Linked DNA regions of Hordeum vulgare: region 1 is linked to region 2. A link is a contact called in public Hi-C data. All regions are on one chromosome and are shown on one strand. Each heading gives the region's core, a stretch centred on a gene start, on an enhancer-like site or on the middle of the called end of the contact. The rest is flanking DNA. Distances are from core to core; before and after follow the strand shown. Region 1 holds the start of LOC123400117. Region 2 holds the start of LOC123400112.

Region 1 (4,629 bases), core at 1,673-4,172, 260 kb before region 2:
TAGTCGGTTGATGCTCGTTGTAACAAACAAAATGCCGTTATGCAATGTAGCAAATGTGACGCCGGTTGCAGTCGGATGGGACGTCGGTTGTAGCAATTTGTGACGCGGGTTGTAGCATGTACCAAAATACAACGACGTTGTGAGTTTCTCGGAGCAGGGCCGACGTCCTCATAGCCCGTGGTCGTCGCGCTCGCCATCCATGATCGCTGCTCTCCGGGGCACCGGTTACAGCTCCCATCGGCAGTAACCATGGCGTGTGATGCATGGATGGAGGAGAAAAGGGAGAGAGGAAGAAAGGGAAATGCATGAGAGCAAGAAGGAAACGAGTGTATGGAGCGACATACATGACGAGATAAGGAATAAGGAGTGGGAAAGCGACGTGTGGTACCCGGAACATGTGAGGAGGAGCTTCGCGAGTGGTGTGCGACGGGCCCAATGTTTGGTCGACGCGCCGACGTAAAACGTTTCCCAATCAACAAACACATCTACAACCTTTTACCCTACTTTTAGATCTTGCATTGTTCTTGCTCTCTCATTCTTTGTTCATTCTTCATATTGCAGAGCAACTATCCACGAGACTCTAGGGGCTGTTGGATCGACCTAGAGCAGCCCATAGCCACGTGCAAATGGACGGGCTCCCTCCTAGGCATGTGGTGTTTCGGTTCTACAAAAGCGACTATCAGATTGCTTACGTACCGCGCTTCGGAACGAGTCTACTTCAACATGTGATGCAGTGCACCATCGCCCCCCACATCAAGGATACACGGTGGCGTGTTCGTGTGCAAACCTAAAATGTAAGAGATCGTGTTGTCTCTTCTTTGTAGCCACTCTGTTCCACCACTCACACACCTTCCGAACAAAATAGCTAGCACTCCATAGCACTCTCGGTATCAAACATCGACACTAGGTTCATCAAGGGAAGCCAACTATACAATGAGATATTCCAAATTTTCCTCCGCACTATTATCTTTTTTTGCGAAACTTTTATCATCTAAACTATCACTAACAGACATATTCCCCTGCACAATAAACAAATGACATATTCAAGGAAAAGAAAAGTCAAGAGGTATATACAAAATTGCATTTCACCAAGAAACACGAAACGGATAAAAATTAAATTCTTCTTATAATAACTGGTAAATTGTACTCCAGCAGAGCAAAGGAACATGACATTGGTCTGGTGACCATTTATTTTAAGTAAAACTCCAGCAGAGCAAAGGGACATCTAAAATTCATTTTTCATGTTGGAAGATGTTCGTCGTCGATCGACACCTTAGCAAAGGATCCGTCTCCTTAGCTAGTTCCAACCGTCCGGCGGCGCCCGGCTGCCACCACCTCGTCCCCCACGGCCACGAGAAGCTGGAACAGAACGAAGGCAGAAAAATGTTGAGTTCAGCATGGATCGCACCTGCATTTGAGCAAAGGACAGACATGACGGATGAAGTAGTGGTGTGGTTAATTACCTGCAAGGATGTCAGCGCGGGCTCTTGTCGCGTCCCCCTGAATCCTAACCATCCTATTTCGGCGCCACAATATGGCCTCATTTCTCGTCGCCGCCGCCGCCGCCGCCGCTCGGTTGTCGTCGCCTGATGACTCCATCATTTGCGCTGTGCAAGCCCCGAGGCCCGTAGACTGCCACTGCCTGCGCGACACGTATCCGGGGCCTGCAAGAAGCGTACGCGTATGGAGACCTACGTAGAAGAAGCCAATCGGCTCCGTACGAGGCGCGAACCCGGTGCCTGCAAGAAGCGTGCGCCTGTGGAGGCCATCAACGTCGTCGTCGAAGCGCATCATCTCCTCGCGCAGCGCGGCCCTGATCCTTGCAAGAAGGGACTGCCCGTGTGGGAGACGAGCGTCGCCAAAGCCCATCGCGCGTTGCGCGGATCCTGCAGTGCCTACAAGAAGCGGGCGCTCATGGAGGAGACCGCCATCGAAGCCCCGTTGCACAGATCCGGTGCCTGCGAGCTGTGCGAGGAAGGCCCCCCCGACACGACGGGTCGGCGGCTCTCTCCGTTGCATGATTCCGGTGGCCGCTTCTCGCGCAAGCGCGTCGCGGCGACCGGAGCTAAGCAGGAAGACGCTCTGTGCTCGGGTTGATTGTGACGACGAAGCGTTGAGAACCCCGGAAGCCGTCGGGGCCGGACCACCGGGGAACTGCGCAGGCACCGCCTGCCGCGGCGGCGCGAGAAACTGCGGGTAGAAGCGGTTGCCCCTGTCCGGTGCCACGGAGCGTGGCTGCGGCGACTGGAAGGTGAAATGGTCGGTGCTCCGAGCTTGCACAAGCGACGGCGGCAAAACACCATTCCTTGGAGTAGCATGGTGGCACTGGCACCTCTGTCGTTGTACTTGCGCCGCGTGCGGTGGCGTGGGGAGGAGCAGTCCATGACCCATGCCAATGTTGCTCCGCGCGGGCACGGTACGACCGGCGAGGAGATTGCCGAGCTGGGGGCGTCGGGTAGGGGAAGGGGAGACTCTCCTAGTCGAAAGACCAAAGCGTGGTGCGCCACCTCTGAAAGGCCCGAGATGCTCATAGGATGCCCTCACAGGGGCCTGCGCTCTGTCCATAGAGGAAGAAGCGGTGAGGAGGTAGCCAACGGGGTTGCTTTGCTGGGCCTGATTCTCCCTAAGGCCTCCGGTGCTTGATGGGCCTCCAGGCTGTCCCATGTCCTCGTTGGCGTTGCCCTTTTTTTTCAAGACTACTGAAAGGAATCGAAAACATAATTAGTTGTATGAACTTTGCACGAACCCTAAATATCACAAGAACGGCGGGAACACACAAACCCGAAATACCTAGTATCTTTCTCTGGCTCGTTTGCGAGAGACGGAAAGCGAGAAAATTCTGAGACTGAGAGTTGTGAGGATTAAATTTGTTCCGATGTGGGGTGCTCTGGTTGGAAGATACACACCGGTATTTATAGAATCGCCGAGCACGTTATTAAAGGAACGAAATTAATTCGTACTTATCAAAATAAATCTGCATTTATTCACGCCTAATAATTTATCAAAATGGATCCGCATTTATTCACATCTAACTAATGAATGGCCAATAATAATTGATTGCCTATAATTGCGAATACTGGGAATACTCATTAGTTCTGATATGTGTGTGTGTGTGTGTGTGTGTGTATATATATATATATATATATATTCCAGCACATCCATATTGCATATCTATCTCCAGATATAAATATCTAAATCCCAATGCATTAATGCGATAATCATAAAATACACCGGGCACAGAGAAAAAAATGGTCTGACAGTAACAATACAGTTAGTGTACAAGAGTAAGGAACGCAGAGCATCGGCGGAAGGCAAAAAAAAATATGCTCCATTTCCCTGGGTCCCCTGGCAAGTTTGTACTGTAGAAGCTTCTGCTGCCTGCTTTGGCTTAAACATCAGGGATACTACAACGATGCTACTACATACTCCCACCAAGTGCCAACATCTCGTTTTTTCTTTTCTTTTCTGATGAAGATGAAGTTGGTTTACCAACGACTGTTGGTCATGCCTGCTTGTTTGCTGAGGTAGAAACTTCTGCACTGCACATAGGGCATACCTGCACATGGTCAACTACATCTTGTCAAAACTTTAAAATCTGAAAGAGCTGCACATCTATCTATACTGTCTTGTAAGTTCTGAGTTGGTTGTTGTGGTGGTGAGTTCACCCCTACTCCCTCATCCACCCAGGATCCATCAGGTTTGTATAAAAAATGTAATAATAGAGTCTCCAAACCCACCAGCCCGACCCTCTTTTGGTTTGCGAAAGAAAATCATAATAAAGCAAATAATGCAATTCGGAGTCTCGGACCCCTCACTTGCTCAATCAAACCAGCAAGTCAACGCCTCACTTGATCAATACACCGCATTACGCAATTTCTTTTACTGCAACACGACCCATCCAGCAAATCCGCGAATGAATGTTTTCACAGCCACCCTCCCCAATCCCCGTCCTCCGTCCGCCACTCCTCCTAACTTCCAAATTTCAAAATCCAGCCCAGACACATGCCATTCATTAAACTGCTATGGTGTTCTTACCCTTTTATAGTTTTTTTTTTTTACATTTTTCTTACCCTTTTATGGTTATGGTGTATTACCTTTTTATGATGTCAAATAACAAGTGCATTGGTTGTTGTATACTACTCCCTCCGTTCCTAAATATAAGTCTTTTTAGAGATTCCAATATGGACTACATACGAAGCAAAATGAAAGAATCTACACTTTAAAATATGTCTATACATCCATATGTAGTCCGTACTGAAATCTCTAAAAGGACTTATATTTAGAAATGGAGGGAGTACAAATCAAATACGACTGCAATCAGTTTTGTGGTTTAGTAGCAACGCACGGGTATTATGCTAGTGTGTACATAATCCTCTGCTAACATGGGATCAACAAGATACAATCTACTGGTAGAGGAGTCTGGCATGGAGCCACAGTGAATACAGCTTAAGTAGACTAACAAGGAAACAACATGCAGATTAACAGATTATCCTCATGGAAGTCAGATTGATACCATTGCACAAGGAAGATTAATACAGTTTCCTTATGGAAGTCAGATTAATACCCTTGCACGAGGAAACCTCAAATTCGACTTCTTTGCTGGCTAAACTACTTGAGACATCTATCAGG
Region 2 (5,211 bases), core at 2,385-4,884:
CGTTCAAAGCTTCACCTGAATTACAAATTCAATCCCTTCTGAGGTTCGTACTACCATGCCTAGAATAGCAAGAATGCTAGCATGCCAACGAGTGAAACCCTAAAAAAGGGGGAGGAGAGGGGAGGGATGAGATGGAACCAACCCTTACCGGCGAAGATGCCAGGTTACCGGAGCAATGAGTTCTGGCGTCGGAGGCGGCAGGGGCTGAGGAGGCAGGACCGACGGACAGAGGTTGAGGAGGCCTGGACGGAGCCGGCGAACGGCGGACGGAGGGCCGACGACGGAGAGCGGATGGGCGGGCGACGGAGAGGGGCGAAGGGACAACCGTGGAGAGGGGGCAGGAGGCGCCGTCACAGAGGGAGGAAATTCGCGAGCTGCCCCTCGCGTCAGCTCTTACACGGGTATTGAGGGTTTCAAACGTGTAAATTTGGGGATGGGCCGGTCCTATACCAGGGTAACAAACGGGTTATGAGAAATTTTAGGGATTCTTTTACCGGGCCTGTAAAATAACCTGCATATACCTGCGTAGCAAACGAGGCCTAAGGCCTTGTTTGGTACTAGTGTTTTTGAAGAGATTGGTGGGGATAATCCCCTAAGGGATTGGGTGAAACCCCAACCTTCACCCAATCCCTTAAAATCCCCATTTATCCTTAAAATCCCCATTTATCCCCAATACACTAGGTAGGGGTAGTGTATTGGGTATTGAGAAAAATGCACTATAATTTGGGGATTTGAGGGGAAATATGGGGATGAAACATGTCAAATACACTAGAACCAAATGATGTTATGGGATGTGTGGGGATTGAGAGGTTTGACCGGGATAATCCCTACAAAATCCCTAAAATACACTAGTACCAAACAAGGCCTAAATGATGTAAAAAACGGAGAATTTCTCTAGTTTGCCATCTTTACAAGGACTAGCCAGTGGCAGGTGGTAGTCACGGTTGTTTCAGAAAGCTGTCCTTGACGTATGAGCAATTTTTCTGAAAGATAAAAGTAAAACAACCATATGGGCACTTGATAGTGTGGTTTTCATCAGCTCAGCATGGTTTATTTACAGCAACAAATGATCAACATATAGTATTACATATCACCAGTACTGCTACTGATATCACCAGTACACCCCTTACGCATCTGATGTACACCTTTGCATCCTTTGCCGCCTTTGCCCAGCATCAAAATCAACAGAAACGGCAAAGACGGTAGCAGGAAACAACATCCAAATATTCTTAATCTTCTTCATCTCGCCAGACTTCGGAATGCTAGCCATTTAATCTCAAGCCTCGCACTCAGAGTCTCATTCTTGCCACAGAGTCAAATGTAGCAACAGAAAACCAAATAATAGGACAAGACAAGCATCAACAATGTCATACCATTATTTCATTGATGATGAATCCAGCTCCAAAGAACATATGCCACCTCCTGAGCATGGACCACTCTGACGCCTGTGGTCACTCATCAATCACTCTGACTTGCTATTGTCTTGAGATGCTAAGCTGTCTAACAAGTCACTTCCTTTGTAGTTTGTGCCACCAAGCGCAGGATTGGATGAGTAGTGGCTATTTGCAACAGACAAGGGTCCTGATGCTGTTTTGTTACACCCAGCATTCCAGACATCAAAATTGGTATTTTCAAGGAGACCTTCAGAGGCAATCCTTGCATCTCGGAATGGTGCATCACATTTTTGCTTTGAAAACTTAATGCATGCCTCCTTTGCTGATTCAAGACAAGAAGCCATCTCTCGTTCTTCGCATCGTTCTCTTTCTTGATAGTCGGTTGTTGCACCTCCAAACAAACCTTTCCACCAGGGGGGCTTGCATTTCCGTGTCGCGGTGATTGAACAGCCAGAGCGTGCACCAGCCTGCAAAATGATGAACAAATCTGATGTTCATTCCATTTGCAGGAAAAGATCGATTGTTCACACTTAGGGGGATTAAGTATAGTATGCAATTAGGAATGATGAATGCATATATACTTAATCCCCCTAATACGACAAGTGTATCCCCTATACAAGTAGAAGCCAAATGGGATACACTTGTATGCAAGGCTTCTACTTGTATACAAAATTCACAATTAATGTAGCCATGGGCAGCCCGGCCCGAAAAAGCCCGACCCGGCCCGGCCCGATCTTGCCCATGGGCCAGGCGCACGCCTGAATTTTGAGCCCGGAGAGTATTTTGGCCGGGCCTGGGCTTGCTGTTTTTGCGTTTTAAGGAAGGGACCCAGCCAGAGGCCCGAAGCCAGACGGAAATTAGCAGTGATGGGCCGGGCCTGGGCCTGGGCCTGAAATCTAGGCCCAAAGGCTGGGCCAGCCCAAGCTAGGGCCTAGGTTTTCTGCGTCGGGCTTGCTCTGGCCCGGCCCGAAGCCCGGCCCGGACCGAGAGATGGCCAGATACACTAACCAGCATACACGGTATATTTGCTCCAGCTAAATCAGATTTACTCTTGCCGCATCAAGAATTCTGACAGTAAGAAGTCTGAAGGTGGAAACTGAAGGGTGCACTTCAAATGCTTAATCGCACAATACAACATATATATATATATACATAAAACATACAACTATACAACCACATGCGATTTAATCTTGGCATCTATAGTAGATGCAAACTTGCAAGATCCTAATCTTGTTATTAGCAATTTCTCCACAAAACAAAACAACAACACAAAAGGTGCACTTCATTTGCAAACTCAACTGTAGAACATCACCAGCCAAGACAGCTAAAGTTAAGCAGCTAGCCATCATTTTTTTTTGCTCTCTTCACTGTTCGCAGCTGAGAAATTTACCGACTAGCAGAACTAGGGCAAGTCAGCTCGGCCAGCTGCAAAAGCAAACATTCCTCGTCTCCCCAGATATTAATTAAAGAACAAAAAACAACTGGTAAACAGGGTCCGTCTATATATGTCTCAGTCAGCCAAGAAATCAATTGAGAACCAAGAACATGTCGGTTTACTGAGAATTAGCATAGCAAAGCACCGCAGAAGTAAAACACGCACGCGGAATATATGGCATGTTATGGAAACCCCGGAGTAGCAAGCAATCTTGGGTACTAGTCAGGAGCTTATCCGCACTGTTTGATGTACGCAGCTGCTAAACTTGCTGCCTGGCATTGACTAGCGCAAGGCAGCTCGGCCAGCTGCAAGAACAAAAGAGGCAAATGCTTCTAGTGCTACTGCTAGGCGATCTGCAATCAGTGTCTGCCTTACAGATCTAAACAACCGGCGTCAAAGTAAGTGTAAACAATCGGCATCTCGTCATGTGATGATTCAGGCATGCCTAACAGACGCAGATTGATTAATTAGGTTGGCGACAGCCGAGAGGGAACATGGATGGACATGAGATGAGATGAGATGAGAGGGTACCTCGCACTGGGAGAAGAGGCTGGCCTCGGCAGCCTCCCAGGCGGCTCGCCAGCTCGCGGCGTCGCGGAAGGCGAGGACGGGCATGGGGTCGGTGGAGGCGGAGGAAGAGGAAGGGACTGGCGCGCGAAGCAGAGGGAGCGGCGGGTTGAAGGGGACGACGGTGGCCGCCGGGGAGTAGTCCTCCGAGACCTCGCCGCCCCCGCCCGGGAGCGGAATGTCCATTGTGTTCCCTGGCGGCGGATTTTCGTATGCGTGGTACACATCGTTTGTTATTAGGGTTCGTTCACGACACAGGTCCCTTTGAAGCTGGGCTGGGCTGGGCTGGGCCTAAAGAACTCGAATCATGGCCCAAACAAAACATACCTTATACTACTTGCCGGCGGTAGTTATAAAAAAAACAAAACTTGCCGGCGGAGAAAAGGATTCGCAGCCCACGATGGAAACCACGACGCTGTAAGCCGGATCGATCGTCGTCCACCGACGGAAACCATGGCGCCTCTCCATGAATCCTTTAGCTGCAACAACAATAACCCTCTCCATGAATCGTGTCACTGCTTCTCCCTCTGCCGCGTCGACAATGGCCGCTGGATGCTTGGACCGGTGGAAGAAAGAGGGGGCCGACGAGGCCGTGGCGGCGGTCATGGCGCTCGTCGACGCCGTCCGGTCCAGCAAGGCCGACTCCATGGCGGGGCTCCAAGCCGAGGTCAAGGCGGCCGCGGAGGAACTCAAGGTCGGCCCTTGATCCCTGCCGATCCGGTTTCCAATCAATTTTTTCTTTCACACGCGTTATCGTATGGTTTTATGCATATGCGTGATCGACACGTTGATGAATGAATTACCTGCAGTGTCTGGATAGCGAACCGTACGGCGCGCTCTCGGCGGCCTGCGGCATGTTCGTCCAGTACTTACGGCGCGGCGGCGGCGGCGCCGATGATCAGCCCGCCCCGTCCTCCGCCGTCAAGCGCCGAGTGGTCGGCCGCGCCACAAGATTCGGGGACATCTGCCGAGGCGCGCGCGGGACCATCGCCACGCTCTGCCAGGACTTCTTGCTGGACGGCTGCACCGTGCTGGTGCACGGCCACTCGGCGCCCGTGCTCGACGCTCTCCGGCTTGCCGGCACCAGCGGCAAGCGCCTCCTCGTCCTATGCACAGGTACGCAGCGCAGGCACGCATCATTATCACGCACAGGACCTCCATGACATTGCTAATAAACCTTGGAGCCTATAATTGCAGAGGGTAGGCCGGACGGCGCGGGGCTCAGGCTGGCCGGCGAACTTGCGGCGGCCGGGGTGCCGGCGAGGGTCCTGCTCGACTCGGCGGTGGCCTACTCGATGGCCCAGGTTGACGTGGTGCTGTTAGGCGCCGACTTGGTCGCCGAGACCGGCGGCGTGGTCGGCGCCGTTGGCACGTACCAGGTCGCCCTGGTGGCTCACGCCATGGGCAAGCCTGTCTATGTGGCAGCAGAGAGCAACAAGTTCGCGAAGCTGTATCCGCTGGGACAGAAGGACATCGAGCAGGGCGTTGCCCGAGCCGTGGACTTCGGCGATGTGCGAGTGCCGGCCGGCGTGGACGTCGAGGCGCCGGCGAGGGACTACATGTCGGGACAAAAATGGAACCACCCACCGATGGTGATCACCGGAGACAAGAAAGGAGAGAGGAAGAGGCAATACACAGATTTTGCCGGTGCACGAACACCTTGCAGCCCGAACGGCAACCCTTATATTCCGGTGAGCTCGAACTCCACCCCGCGTGTTACAATGTCTAACACACGGGTTTTATACCCACGCACACGATGGACACGTTCTCCTCGCTCCTGCCTGCTCGCGCCCACGACCCAGCACGCTGTGGCCG

Evidence for each region. Hi-C and Micro-C count contacts between places; a contact is called where the count stands out from the background.
Region 1: a contact with region 2 is called in a Hi-C map of leaf, with 1.7 times the contacts expected there. The contact joins the promoter of LOC123400117 here to the promoter of LOC123400112 in region 2. A contact is called at or near these places in 2 of 6 Hi-C or Micro-C datasets (both in leaf).

What each region holds. Positions count from the first base shown.
Region 1 is chr5H:502,622,811-502,627,439 of MorexV3_pseudomolecules_assembly, reverse strand. It overlaps LOC123400117, which reads right to left and starts at 2,922. Exons shown (of 3, transcript XM_045094528.1): 1 at 2,791-2,922; 2 at 1,464-2,699; 3 at 1,110-1,359. The coding sequence starts at 2,664. The coding sequence ends at 1,298. LOC123400118 (E3 ubiquitin ligase BIG BROTHER-related-like) reads right to left here. Exons shown (of 7, transcript XM_045094529.1): 7 at 3,185-3,556. The coding sequence ends at 3,503.
Region 2 is chr5H:502,360,457-502,365,667 of MorexV3_pseudomolecules_assembly, reverse strand. It overlaps LOC123400112, which reads right to left and starts at 3,634. Exons shown (of 3, transcript XM_045094524.1): 1 at 3,361-3,634. The coding sequence starts at 3,582.